2 separate regions of the Zea mays genome follow, and region 1 is linked to region 2. Evidence: chromatin contacts called from public Hi-C data. All regions are on one chromosome and are shown on one strand. The core of a region is the stretch at or near the end of the contact, and the rest is flanking DNA. Distances in the headings are between cores, read along the strand shown.

The links. Hi-C and Micro-C count contacts between places; a contact is called where the count stands out from the background.
Region 1: a contact with region 2 is called in a Hi-C map of leaf, with 5 times the contacts expected there. The contact joins the enhancer-like site here to the promoter of LOC103650272 in region 2. A contact is called at or near these places in 5 of 25 Hi-C or Micro-C datasets (ear, leaf, seedling and 1 more).

The regions. Positions count from the first base shown.
Region 1 is chr3:111,470,034-111,477,009 of Zm-B73-REFERENCE-NAM-5.0, reverse strand. It overlaps the pseudogene LOC109945070. Among protein-coding and RNA genes, the nearest start is that of LOC109944808, 37 kb to the left of the region's middle. Within about 2 kb of position 4,834, at least 13 of the 20 cell types and tissues checked have an H3K27ac peak or open chromatin away from gene starts, as enhancers often do. A contact at or near this core is called in ear, leaf, seedling and 1 more, where this site is marked.
Region 2 is chr3:111,599,318-111,605,933 of Zm-B73-REFERENCE-NAM-5.0, reverse strand. It overlaps LOC103650272, which reads right to left and starts at 4,971. Exons shown (of 4, transcript XM_008675882.3): 1 at 4,130-4,971; 2 at 2,651-2,800; 3 at 1,865-2,530; 4 at 323-1,757. The coding sequence starts at 4,549. The coding sequence ends at 654.

The sequences.
Region 1 (6,976 bases), core at 3,585-6,084, 130 kb after region 2:
GTCTCCATATTATGCTCAGGCCAATGGACAGGCCGAGTCTAGTAATAGGACGTTGATTAATTTGATAAAGAAGAAAGTATCTGATAATCCTAAACATTGGCATAAGATTTTGTCTGAAGCTTTATGGGCTCATAGAATATCTAAACATAGTGCTACTAAAGTATCTCCTTTTGAGCTTGTCTATGGGCAGGAAGCAGTGTTACCTGTGGAAATAAGTTTGAATGCTGTCAGGTTTGCCAGACAAAATGATCTAACTGCTACCGATTATTATAATTCAATGATGGATAATATTGATGAGGTGACCGACAAGAGGATGATAGCTTTGGGAGCAATAGAAAAGGACAAGATCATGGTAGCTAGGGCCTACAACAAGAAGGTCAAAGCAAAATCATTCCAAGTAGGAGACTTGGTGTGGAAGACCATTCTACCTCTAAGGAATAAAGACCGAAAGTTCGGGAAATGGTCGCCAAGCTGGGAGGGTCCTTATAAAGTGAAACAGGTGATGTCTGGTAACGCTTATTTACTACAAACATTACAAGGCAAGGATTTACCTAAGGCTTTGAATGGGTGTTTCCTCAAACAGTACCATCCTAGTATGTGGCAAGATGCCTAAGAAAACCGATGTGATCACATCGAGTTAGTTGCTTTTGGTTTGCCCAGCTCCACCAAAAGGCAGGGGGGCATATGTTCGAACCAGAAATGAGCCGGCGGACTGTCCGGCCCTGAGGCCGGACGGTCCGCGGTCCGGACGGTCCGCGCCTGTGGGCCGGACTGTCCGCGCGTGCGCAGAACAGATTAGGGTTCCGAGTTTTGTGCTACGGTTGTTAGCTATATTCGCGGGATTAGCTCGGAATCAGTTGTGTAAAGGGTCCAGCCCCCCTCCTCTATAAATAGAGAGGTCTACGGCCGATTTGTAATCATCAACAATCGAATCAATACAACTTTTATTCGCATTTTATCCTAGGAGTAGTTCTAGTTTAGCCCTAGTTTAGCCTTCCAATCCCCAAATTCTCCGCCTCTCCTCGACTCTACGTCGATTAGAGGAGTCTAGGTCGGTCTACCCGAGCCTAGACACCACCTAGGATCTCTCCTCCCCGACGGGGTCCCTCCCGGGAGCGAGATCCAGGCGCCACCGGCAATCCTCCGCCGCCCCTGCGCATACGCGGACCGTCCGGCCCTAGGGTGCGGACCGTCCGGCCGTCAGGCAGGGAACCCGAGCTCCTGCACCAGGTCGCGGACCGTCCGGCCCTGCGCCGCGGACTGTCCGCGCCTGACCAGAGAGCACCGCCGCCTCGCGCTAGGTCGCGGACCGTCCGGCCCTAGGCCGCGGACCGTCCGCGCCTGACCAGAGAGCACCGCCGCTGGTTCTCTTGAGTAATTGGCGCCTCCAAAAGGGTGTCAACACATGGTCATACGTCAACACTTTTAAAAAAGCGTGGTCCAAGCCTCCCCATCCTAGTTGCCCTACTTTTGCAAAAAAAAATCCTTAGATTTCTTTGTAATCAACCCGCGATATGAGCCTCACTCATCCTGGCTCCCTCCCCACTTTTGAAAAAAAAACCTTATAGTTCTTTTTAATCAACCCATGGTCTAAACTGTCGTAATGCACAAGCATTGTACTAGTGTGTATGTATATGAGTTTAAATATGTTTACATACTTATTTCAAGATACTTTAACCTTACCATATGGCTGTTTTAAAAAAAACACTAATTTTAATACATTATTGAAAGGACAATGACATCTAAGAGTGATGAATATAAATAAACTATCTAAATGTGTAAATACAGTTTTAACTAAGTGTGTTGCTATCTCTATCACAAAAGAGTAAATGAAGCACACAAGCCACTGATTATCTCATGGTTTAGCTCGCCACAAAGGCTTACCTAAGTCCACATTGTTGAGAAAGTCACAAACGGCTTAGCCTCGCCCTAATCAAGAGAGCCGACTCTTGATGTGGGGGTGATTTCTTTAGCAATGATTGATGATTACAAACCTCCTAGGGTTGCCACAAAACTTGGCAAACACAAGGGCGACACTGAGCCGGCTATGAGCAAGCTCCAAGGGTAACAAACCCTAGAAATGTCGGCCAAATGTGAACCAAATCTGCCACTCTCCAAGTGAAGTTTGTTGCCTTTTCTTTCAAGTTTTGATGGTGGGAATCAAAGATTTTCTTGGGAGCTTGAGAGGAAATAATAGAGGAGAGAGGGCTGAGCAGTTTTCTGTTCTATAATAGTCTGATGTGAGGAAGAAGAAAAAACTAGCTGTTATGGTCGAACAAATGGGTATTTATACTCCGGATGACAACGACTATGTTATGGGCGACACTGTTGCTCTGGCCAAATCAAGAGATAGTAGATGGATTTTTGGTGGTTGATTTGGCTAGGTATGAGGATGTCAATTGTGGATTTTAAGCATCTGGTAAATATTTGACCAATTGTCCTTGAGTTTCCCTTCATAGTATGCCTTTTCTGAACTTAAGGTATAAAACATAAAAGAATCTAAACTCATTGAGTCGGTAAAGCCATCTTTAATGATTGGGGGGGTATTTTAAACTGTATAACATCCTTCCTTTTCAATTCCCTGCTTATCATCTCAATAACTCTTATTAGTTCTCTAATTCGGTGGGCATCAACACCAAAACCCTCATGAGGCCTTGATTGAACTTTCACTTTCCTCTAGTTTTTGTTGCAGCCTCTCATAAAGACGCCATTGCAAGAGCCAAACTCTTGACCGAGTAACTGTGATATCCTAGCCCATGGGATGGTGATATCCTAGCCCAAGGCTTAATAGAATTAATAGAGTACTCATATCAACAAGGTGCATCTTATTTTTTGGAAGCCTATCTCGAAAGAACCTTCAAGTTAAGTGTGCTTGGCTTGGAGCAATTTGGGATGGGTGACCGACCGGGAAGTTTTCTCGGGTGTGCATAAGTGAGAATAAAGTGCGCACAAAAGATCCGTGTTGGTCTATGGGGACAATATATGATCCTAGAGGACTGCCAGGAGTAAGTACCGCCGGTCCGGGAGTGGATGGCGTGTTACAGTAACTCTATGGATAGCCCTTGAGGCTTCCTCACACGTAAGTGGGCCTCTAAGATGGTTTCTCTCATACTGCTCCCCGCCATCTTCACCATCAAGCTTCTAGCCAAATCGATATGAACCTTGTCCCTTTTGGTACATGATGGTGATCACACTACAAATATGGTTGGTGCAATCTCGCAAGACTACAAATCTATCTGAATATAACAAATGATGTGTTCAAGCATCAAATGGTATGTGGTATGTGAACCTTACTAAATAACAGGCCTAAACCTAGAGCAGATGTATAAGCTATGGTATAACTAATCTAAGCACTTACCAAGGCACCTACTCTAGCCACCGAGTGATTTTTAAGCACTTTGGTGTCTAAATCTAATAGAGAAGAGCCTTAACTCTCTTGATATATTTTCATTTCTCACACATCTCAAATGATCGACTAAGGAGGGGGTATATATAGTCCCTGAACCAAATATAGTCATTTGTCCAATGCACCCATCGAACACGTCTGGTGCATCCACGTAAGCTAGGCACAACTTCGTATGAAGAGCAATGCGTCTGGTTCTGATCGAGAAAGAGAAAATTCTCCTCCCCTAATGCATGGCACTATTCACCTATTTATAGGCGTGGAGTACATCTTTAGCGAATTTACAATCATACCATATAATATATACATTTAAACTATCATACACACCGAGGGCAAAGTTGTCCTTTCCTTCTCACATCATGTTGACTAAGCTTCAAAAGCTTCTTGTGGTTTTATTCAGCTTTATCAAGTATCTTCATCAAGTATGCGCACATAGTGACTTACGGAAGCTTCTTCCTTATGGTTCATGTATGTCGGTAATTTTGGCCGAAGCTTACCTTCGGCATTAGCCCTACATCATATAGAACAAGGTACAAAACAATTATCGAATTAGCGTTTTGAGAACCTTCGGTAGAAGAAGGCATCCCCAACAATTATCATGTAAAATAAGTATAACAATATACTCTATGTATACACTGATATATTTGGTATACATACTACACTCGAGTATGATCGTATACTCCGTCTACGTACACTTCATTGGGCCATATAAATCTAAAGATATATAGAAGACACACGTCTAGTTACTTCCTAGAAGTAGAAAAATAATTACACTTAAAATTATTATAAATATATACATTAATTGATCTGATGCTACTTACTATATATCATGAATGCTAGTACAATATTAATTTATGTTTTGTTAAATTTGAAGTTGACTATAATTCATCGAGGGGCTGATGATATTTGTAAGTCTTTAGGAGCGGAGGGATTACATGAGTTTCCATCAGAAGCTGGAGGACAGTGTCAGCAATGATGGTGCACCCCTCAATATTCCATATGGCCATTCTGAGAGCGAGCTCGCTAGCTCTTGCATGCCCACCCCATTCGTCAGTTCATCGACAGACAGAGACCCACATATGTATGGGTGGCTCGCACACTCGATTTGTGCTGGTCTGCCCATGCATGTACTTGCTCATATACTATATATCTCTCGTCACCGACCGCGCGTATTTTGTATGGCCGGCCAACATGTGTCGCGCAAATAATGCTGGGTCGTCGATTTCTTTGTCCGGCCGGGGGCTGCAGTGGGAGCAGGCACACACACAGACACCACAAATTAAAAAGAGAAGGTGGCTCATGCATGCATGCACGAGCATGCGATGGATCGGGAGTAGGAGTTGAATTGGAGGAGGAGACAAGACGCAAAGTGCAGGGACGACAACAGACAAGACGTCCCTGCAGCTATAGCTATCCCACATTATTATCGATTCGCCTGATCCATGATGACGGCGACGACCACTACTGCTCGCTCTCGCTCGCTCGCGTTGGGCTGGGCTGTGCTGGCCGGATGCATGATCGACAGCCACGCCCACCCACCCACCCACACTTGCAATTGCAACCGCAAGCTTAACGTTGATGCATGGGTTCGTCATCTCATCTCGTGCACAAGTCAAAGAAGCTAACCGCCACTAATAGAGAATGGATCTTTAGTTTTTAGCCTCTATTTTTTCTTGGTACCAAGAGATGAGTAACTTTGTGTTGGCGTCGATTTATTCGATTTAGACGTCAATCACTACGAAGTGTATCGGTGGTGGTGCTCTCTACGGCAGCGCAGACGGTCCACGACCTAGGGCCGGATAGTCCGCGGCCTGCGGGACGGGAGCGGGTTTTTCTCTGCGCCGAAGCCGAACGGTCTGCTCCTGGTGGCCGGACGGTCCGCGTATACACTGAGGCGGCGGCGTTCGCCAATAGCACCTGAATCTGACCCCCCGGGAGGGACTCCGTTAGAAAGGCGAGATCATATGGTTTGTCTTGGGATCGGCAGGCTAGCCAAGTCACCTTCAGACGACATAGAGCCGAAGAGAGGTGAGATCGTGGATGAGAAGGCTAAGTTACTGCTACTCATAGGGCACAAAAAGTAGAAGAACATTAAATAGATTGATTGGTTCAATTGATAATGTTTACAATCAGTCATACATGTATAGGGGAAGGTCTGGACCCGTTCCTAGACATTTCCCAACAAAACCCGCAGATTTAGATGGATAAACTCGCGCGGAAAAGGGGGTTAATCACGCCTGTTCTGGTCTAATCATGGACCGTCCGCGCCCACGAGCAGACCGTCCGCGACCCTGACTATCCGACCTTAGAGCTGGACAGTCCGATCATGCCCATTGCCACAAGTGGTGCTCAACACATGCCCCTGCCTTTTGGGAAAGCTGAGCGAATCAAAATCAATGGTGCAGGCTGGAATCAACTCAATGTGACATCATCGTTTTTGTAAGCATCTTGTCATACACTCGGATTATATTGCTTCAAGACACGGTTGTTTAGTGCTTTGGTTAGGTCCTCACCTTTTAGAGTCTGTAACATATAGGCATTGCCAGATATTACCTGTGTGATTTTGTAAGGTCCTTCCTAGCTTGGGGACCATTTACCGAACTTCCGATCTTTGCTTCTTAGCAACAAGATGGTCTTCCATACTAGGTCTCCAACCTGGAACGATCTAGCCTTAACCTTCTTCTTGTAGGCTTTGGCAACTATGATTTTGTCCTTCTAAATCTCGCTTAGAGCCATCAATCTCTTGTCAGTCACCTCATCAATATTATCATCAAATATAAGATCAAAGTAGTCACCGATAGAAAGATCATTCTGCCTGGCGAACCTGATAGCATTTAAGCTGATCTCGACGATCGAAATAACTTCATGTCCATAAACAAGCTCAAAAGGGGAAACTTTAGTAGCACGGTTCTTATATATCCTATGAGCCCATAGAGCCTCAAACAAAACCTTATGCCAATTCCTAGGATGATCAGATATCTTTTTCTTAATAAGGCCAATCAATGTCCTATTGTTAGACTCGACATGTCCATTGGCCTGAGCATAATATGGGGATGAATTGAGCAATTTGATCTTGTATGATTTGGCAAACTCACGTACCTCTCTTCACATAAAAGAAGTCCCCTGATCTGTGGTTAAAGTTTGGGGAATGCTGAATCTATGAATAATATGCTCCGTTTTAAACTTAATGACTTCCCTGTGTGTCATGTTTTTCAGAGCAACGACTTCAGTTCATTTGGTGAAATAATATGTGGCAACCAACACAAACAGATGTCCTTTTGATGATGAAGGGTGAATTTTCCCTGCAAAGTCCAAACCCCATCCTCTAAAGGGCCATGGTTTGATAATGGGGTGTAGTTCGGCTACAGGAACTAATTGCAGATTGCCAAACTTCTGACATACTTGACACCCTTTGTAGAACTTAAGAATATTAAGCTATCATGTCAAGCCAATAGAGGCCAGATCTCCTCAATAATCACTTCATCTTTGGAGCCGATTGATGAGTACCACAAATCCCTTCATGTACTTCGGCCATAGCTAATGTAGCATTATCAGGGCCCAACACTTAAGCAA
Region 2 (6,616 bases), core at 3,722-6,221:
TGTTTCTTTTGGAGAGTTTGAAAACTCAAATCTTTTCCATGATTACATGACTGGAGAGGGTTGAGAGAGAAATAATGTCTCTCTCGTTCCCTTTCAATCCAAAAGATGGTTTGAGTTTCCAAACTAGCCCTCAATATCCAATGAATCGGTCAATAATTAAAACTAATAGTTAGCTAGCTGGCTAAAAATTGTCTAGTTAACCAGTAGTTAGGCGAACTATTAGCTGATTTTAGTTGGCTGAACTGTTAGCTAGCTGGGTTGTTTTGATGTCTACAACTAAAACAGGGCCTAAGTATCTTCATACAAGATGACCATACGCATGTTACCAAAAAAGACGAGGTCATGATTCACATAAAGATAATGTAGCAAAGGATTACAATTCCAGCGAACTCGCTTCACAGGTAAAGATGTGCAGGAGCAATCATCCTTTCTTTCTTTACAAGATGATGAAAGCTGAGACCAAAAGACAGTCAAGCTATACTAGTCAGTTCATCTTAATTAGACAGCAAAAGGAGCAGACCAGGGCCGAAGCCAGCCAAATCTTCGATCTGGTCTCGACCTCACAATTCGCTCGCTAAAAGAAGCGCCGCCCTCTATATGTTAAACTAAGCAACCGTTGCCCTAGGCTAGGCCGCAGCAGCAGCCAGGACCGGCTATACAACGGCGACAGCCTGGGTTATGCCGGCCTCCATGGCAGGTGGATGGGTCACGGTGGATTCAGTGGCAGCTGGCGGTGACGGTGGCTCGGGCCAGCAGAACTCGAAGGGGGCTTCGAATGGGGGCAGTGGAGAAGGCGCCGCGATCTCGGCGGGGCGGGGTTCCGTGTAGTGGAACTCGATCTGGAGGCGGTGGTGCAGGGGCGTTGATGCCATGAGACCTTTCTTGATGTCAGCCTGCAGCTCCCGGATCGGGATGGCGGCCAAGAAGCTCTTGATGTACTCCTTGCATGCATCCTTGCCCTTCAACACAGGCTCGCACTCTTCAGTGTCCGATCCGCTGCCCTGCTCGGTTGAGCAGGTCTCTGAGGAATCCTTGCGGCGTCCACGGTGATCAGGACTTGGTTCCTTCTTTTCAGCAGGTGTTTTGTGGATGGTGGTGGTGTCATCAAACTTCAAGATGTATGCCTGGTTGCAGCCTTCAGACAGCCTCTCACCGAGCGTGTCAATGATGTAAATAGCATTGGCGTCAACCTTGAGGACAAAGAAGTGGTCGTTCCAACTGACAATGTAGAGGGCAGGCTTTCCGGAGGAGCACTCCGCTGCTCGGCTTATCTCGTCCCAGATGTTATCGAATGACATTGCACCGTCGAGGAAGTCGAATCCAGTTACATCCTCAGTGCCTTGAGGATGGAAAAACCCAATGAATGACTTACTGTGAGCAACTGTGAGTGGACGGATCTTTGCATGAAGGACAGTTTCAAGATCAAAGTGCTTATCAGGAAAGCGCTCTCTGTAGGTCTCGTTCTCACAGAGTCTCCTCCATTCCAGAGATCCTTCTCGGATCAGGTTGTCAAACTGTGACCTGATTGGCATCAGGTCCTGGTTTGTTTGGAACCAGTCTGCAACAACAGCCACAAGTGCTGTGCATGCACTCTCCCCTGCAGCCCGTTCGCTTCTCTGGTCTATCGATGCAAAGAACACCTGTGTAGAAAGCTTCAAGTGGCCATCTCGGCTAAATACTTCCTTCGACTCCCAGTTCCCCACAACAAAATCGTCATCACCAAATACCGACACCATACTGTTAGAACCATTTGATCCCTGCAAATGGTCAAGATGATATTCTGTCAATTGACCCCCGACATAATGCTAGTATAAAAAGAAGGAACAAAAAACCAAAAAACTTGAGATGTCAATAAAATATGTACCTCTGAAACAGATCCATCAGAAGGGGTCAACAGCCGCCGATCGTAGTCAATATCATCACCACCCTCCTCTCCATACGGCTTCAACAGAGGCTCCCCTTTAGCCTTTGGTAATTTTACCTTTCTCCACCGAGCTGGAAGTATGCTCCTCTTCCGCCGCAAAGGGATGGAAGCATGCTCCTCAGCTGTGGGGGGTGGCACTTGCTCAACATGATAACCAACATCAGAGTTGCGGTGACTGTAATGTACCCAACCCTCATCGTCTCCATCAATCCTAGGCGCATAAAGTAGGGCACCAACATTCATAGTCTGCAGTGAGCCGTAGCTGAAGGACTTCCTAACGGCTGAACCCCCAAACTCATCGTCATGCTCTCTATCATCCAGATCATCGTCAAGAGAGTCAGTATCACAAGAAAATTCTGCACCATCGCTGTGGACATAATACTTCTCACTGCCGTCAAAGTCTTGGTTAGTCTTTTTGAACCTCCGTGTAGACACTAGATCTCTTAGCATTTTCAGATTTCTCAGACCCACCTTAATGACAGAAACCTCATCTTTTCCAGAAGCAAGAGAGTCACCAGAGGAAGGTGACAATGGGGCAATAACAGAACGTTGTGAAGCGCCAGGTGATTGTTGAGATGTTCTTACTTCCGCCAGGCTTAAAGTAAGCTGGAAAGAAAGATAACGCTAAATGTCACACGGAATGTTCAACTATCTGACAAGAATCAGAAACCAAAATAAATCTTGGTAGCCCAATACATGAAGCCATATATTTGACAAGAGGCATACATGGAGTGATGGGACCAGGTCTGTTGCACTACTAGGCACAGACAATGGTAGGATTATCTCGATTTCCTCTTCAGCAGCAGATGCATAATCTGCTAGGTTCAGTGAAGCGGTCCCCAAAACAAGTTTGCTCTTTGATATTTTATTTGATTCCTGGAGCAACAGAAAAAATGTCAAGGAGGCTGAAATAAACTGCAGAAGTTATTCCCGGCTTAACAACAAAGAAAAGATTGCATCCTTTACTAATTCTGCATGTTTAAGGACAGTGAAACCAGTCGACTTCCTAATATATATATATATATATATATATATATATATATATATATATATATATATGTCACCGCGTATAAGAGACCACTAGAGGGCATTGATGACCTCAGTTTTAGCTTCTCTGACTCTTTTGTGTGATTGATTCATACGATGCACTCAAAGCAAATGGCTGATTCAACTTGCCCAAGGAAATGGTACATCAAAATGGCAGTTCTACCAAGTGCAAACAAGTCAAAACATAAAACAGTATCCTTGTAACCATAAACAAGTTAGCGTTTTTGTGCTTGTCTGGGGCCCACGGCAACAATGCAAGACAAGGACAACAACCCGAAACAATTCATAACAGCCAATTCCTCCTGAGTTTCCAGCGCAACAAGAGGTTAAACTATGCGCACTTCCTGATCTACCATCTCTATTTACAAAATGATAACACGGAACATGACCTAGTCAAGGCAGGTGAATTACTTGTCAATTTAAGCGTTTGACAGCTAGACTGTTTCTTATCCAATAAGAAAGGTTGTGAAACCAACATAATTTACCTAGAAAAAGTCTTTCACCTTTTTCTTATTAAGCTACCCAAATTAAACTAATCCTATCAGGAAATCATAAAAAAAATAACATGAATTGACCTCAACACGGAAAGAAATAAAACGAGGCCAGGCTATTCATCCTAAGAAACAACCAATGAAGCAGAAAACAGAGTTAACACCAAGGCAACTGTCAACATATACATGTGGATGTGGATAACATGAACGATTTTGCTAAGGATCTAAAGTGATAGGCTTTATAGCACAGAATATATCTATGTACAAAGAATAATTCAACCCAGATGCCTTCCTCTATTAAAGCATCATTTTGATGCCTTCTAAGTATTTTCCCCAGTAAAGATAAGACATATTGGAATTTCAATAATTCATCACTTTCTACTATGGTACCAACAAATAATCAATGAGGCATGACCCTTTCCAAGCAAAAAGTCAAAGCTTTCGCCATCAATATGATGGATATCAAATGCTTAAAAAATCCAAAAAGGAATTACTATAATACAGATGGCAGAATTAATCCAGTGTTAACAGCCAATCCAAACATTTAATCCATCGAGGGATCACATGCAAAAAAAAAAGTTTCGTTTTGTCGCACACACGAACAAACGCACAATAGATTTGATCCAGCTCAGGCGAGACGAAGGCGGGAGAAGGAAGAGATGCTCACGCTGACAACGGAGAAGGTGACGTCCCAGGGGTGGAACGCAGCGGGCTCACGGTGCGACGTCGCCGTGAGCGCCGCATCCCTCTCGAACTCCTCGTCCCAGGCCACCGCCGACACCGCTAGAGCAGGGGCGGCGGCGGCGCCATCCTCGAGAGCGGCCGCGGCGACGGCCGGCAGCGCCTCCTTCCGCGTCTGGTTCCTGGGAGGCCGCTGCGCGCGCCGCAGCGAGGAGAGCGGCGACATCTTCGGGCCCTTCCAGCTCACCTCCACAAACGCCTTCGCCTCGGCCTCGGGGCCGGGGGACCCGTCAGGCGAGAGGGGCGCAGGAGGCGGGGGCAGGCCCTCCGCCCGCCGCACCACCAGGCGGACGCGGATATTCCGCGCCGGCGGCGGCCGAGGCCACCGCATCATCCGCGCCACCATCACCGCACCGGAGGTCAAACAGGCCCCCTGCTCCTCCGTACTCCGGCAAAAAAAAAAGTCAAAGGCTCCCGGCGACCACACCACCACCAACCTCCGAGCGGAAATCCAAACTCCAACCCAATTGCCCCCGAGAATCCCAGCTCGGCTGCAAGAGCACCACGGGAGACTCGATCCCCGCGCCCGAACCGGCCCAGCGACACACGAATTGAGAGGAGAGGACGGCGCAGGATTGGATTTTGGCGGCGGGATCGGGATTAGGGGCCCGGATTTATGTCGGGGCGGGGCGGGGCGGGATTTGAGGAAGCAGTTGGAGATTGGGACGGGAATATACGAGGAGAAAAATGCACGCGCGGAACGGAACGAGCGACGAGGAGGGAGAGTGAGGGAGAGAGGAAATAAATAGCGAGGAAAAGGTTTTACCAGTTCATTAATTAATTTTGTTTCTTTTGTAATTTTCTGGGGTTGGGAGATATCGCAGATGTGGGCCCACTGGCCGGCCTCGCCCCTGCTGTCGTGTCAATCTCGCTTTTTGCTTTTCGTTTATTATACTTTATTTATTTTGACTTTTTTAGGTTTTATCTGGAATCGGTTTCAATCTATATCTTGTGCAACCGTACAACTATATCAAGATATAAAGATAGAGATAAGTGTATCTTTTTTTTAAAAAAAAAAGATATTCTTTTAAAAACAAGGTTCCCAACTCCCTCTGCACGTTTTTTTTATTTTTTAAATGTTTTATCAACTTGATCCTTGTGATATAATTATACAGTTACATCAATATTCATGATTATACACGATATGTCCCCTACTATTTTTGTAGTTAATTCCGTTAATCTTGTGGGTGTTTTGTCTACTTTTAATCTTGTTGTATAATTCACGTTCCTTGGATCATTATTGGAGGATGTGTGTACAAGTCATACATACATGACATCATTTGGATTGGTTGGGTTAGTATACATGACATCATTTGGATTGGTTGGGTTGGGTAGGCTATGACCGGTTCAGGTAATGAAAAGGTAACACATCTTGGAATAAGATCGAAAGCATTTTGCTGATGTCACTTTATTCTTGGGTATTGGGTATTGTTTGCAGGGATATACTAGCATGCATTATTACACGCGCCTTAACGCTCATGGATAAAAGAAAAACCATGGAACACAATAGTATTCTTGACATTACCATGATTTGACGGTGAGTGGGGTGGAACACTCGGACCTCCATTTTCACTTTATCCGGTGCAATTTGGATGTTACGAAAAGACATTAAAAATCATAAATGATCCATCAGATTGCTTTGAATATCTAATAAATATACTAGCCAGTTGGTGGCGGTGTTTTAATACGGTTTTATATATCATATAAATAGATATTTAAATATAATATTGTTTATTTCTAAACACTAATGTATGTGTGATTTTGATGGTTAGCCCTAAATTTCTAGAGAAGGGACGTGGATTCGAGTGCTCGCTCGTGTGGTAGCTGCGCGGGCGGGGTCGGGTGCTGGGTAGACGCAGTAGCTGGCTGCGCGGGCGGGGTTAGATGGTTGGTAGGCGTAGTAGCTGATAGAGCGTTGCGCGGGCGCTGGGCGTGAGACCAGGTGCCCATATTTGGTTCTTAATAGAGTAGTATAGATACTAAGTATACTCGTATGTGCTAGCTACGTTTTCTAGGAGGGGAGGAGGGACCAGCGGCGTATGTGCTAGCTACGTTTTCTAGGAGGGGAGGAGGAGGGGCCAGCGACGACGTGAGTGAGGGAAAGGGGAGAGCAGTGAGGTTACTGTGAGGGGTGAGGGAGTAAAAATAATCTAAATAACATTGATCATTGAATTAGAGTAAGAGAGAAGAGTTATCCAGCAATCTGAATCGTTGTTTTTGAGAGTGTGTTATGTCCAAGCACAAATCATTTGTTGGATTTAGGGAAGACTATGGGTGTGGGGTAATTTAGTTGGGTGTGTTTTGCAAAGTTAAAATTGGTGAATTTATATAGGGTTAAGATGTAGAATCTGACAAAATCCGCTTAGGGCTTGTCTGATAGAAGGGGAATAGAGGGGATTGGAGGGGATAAAAT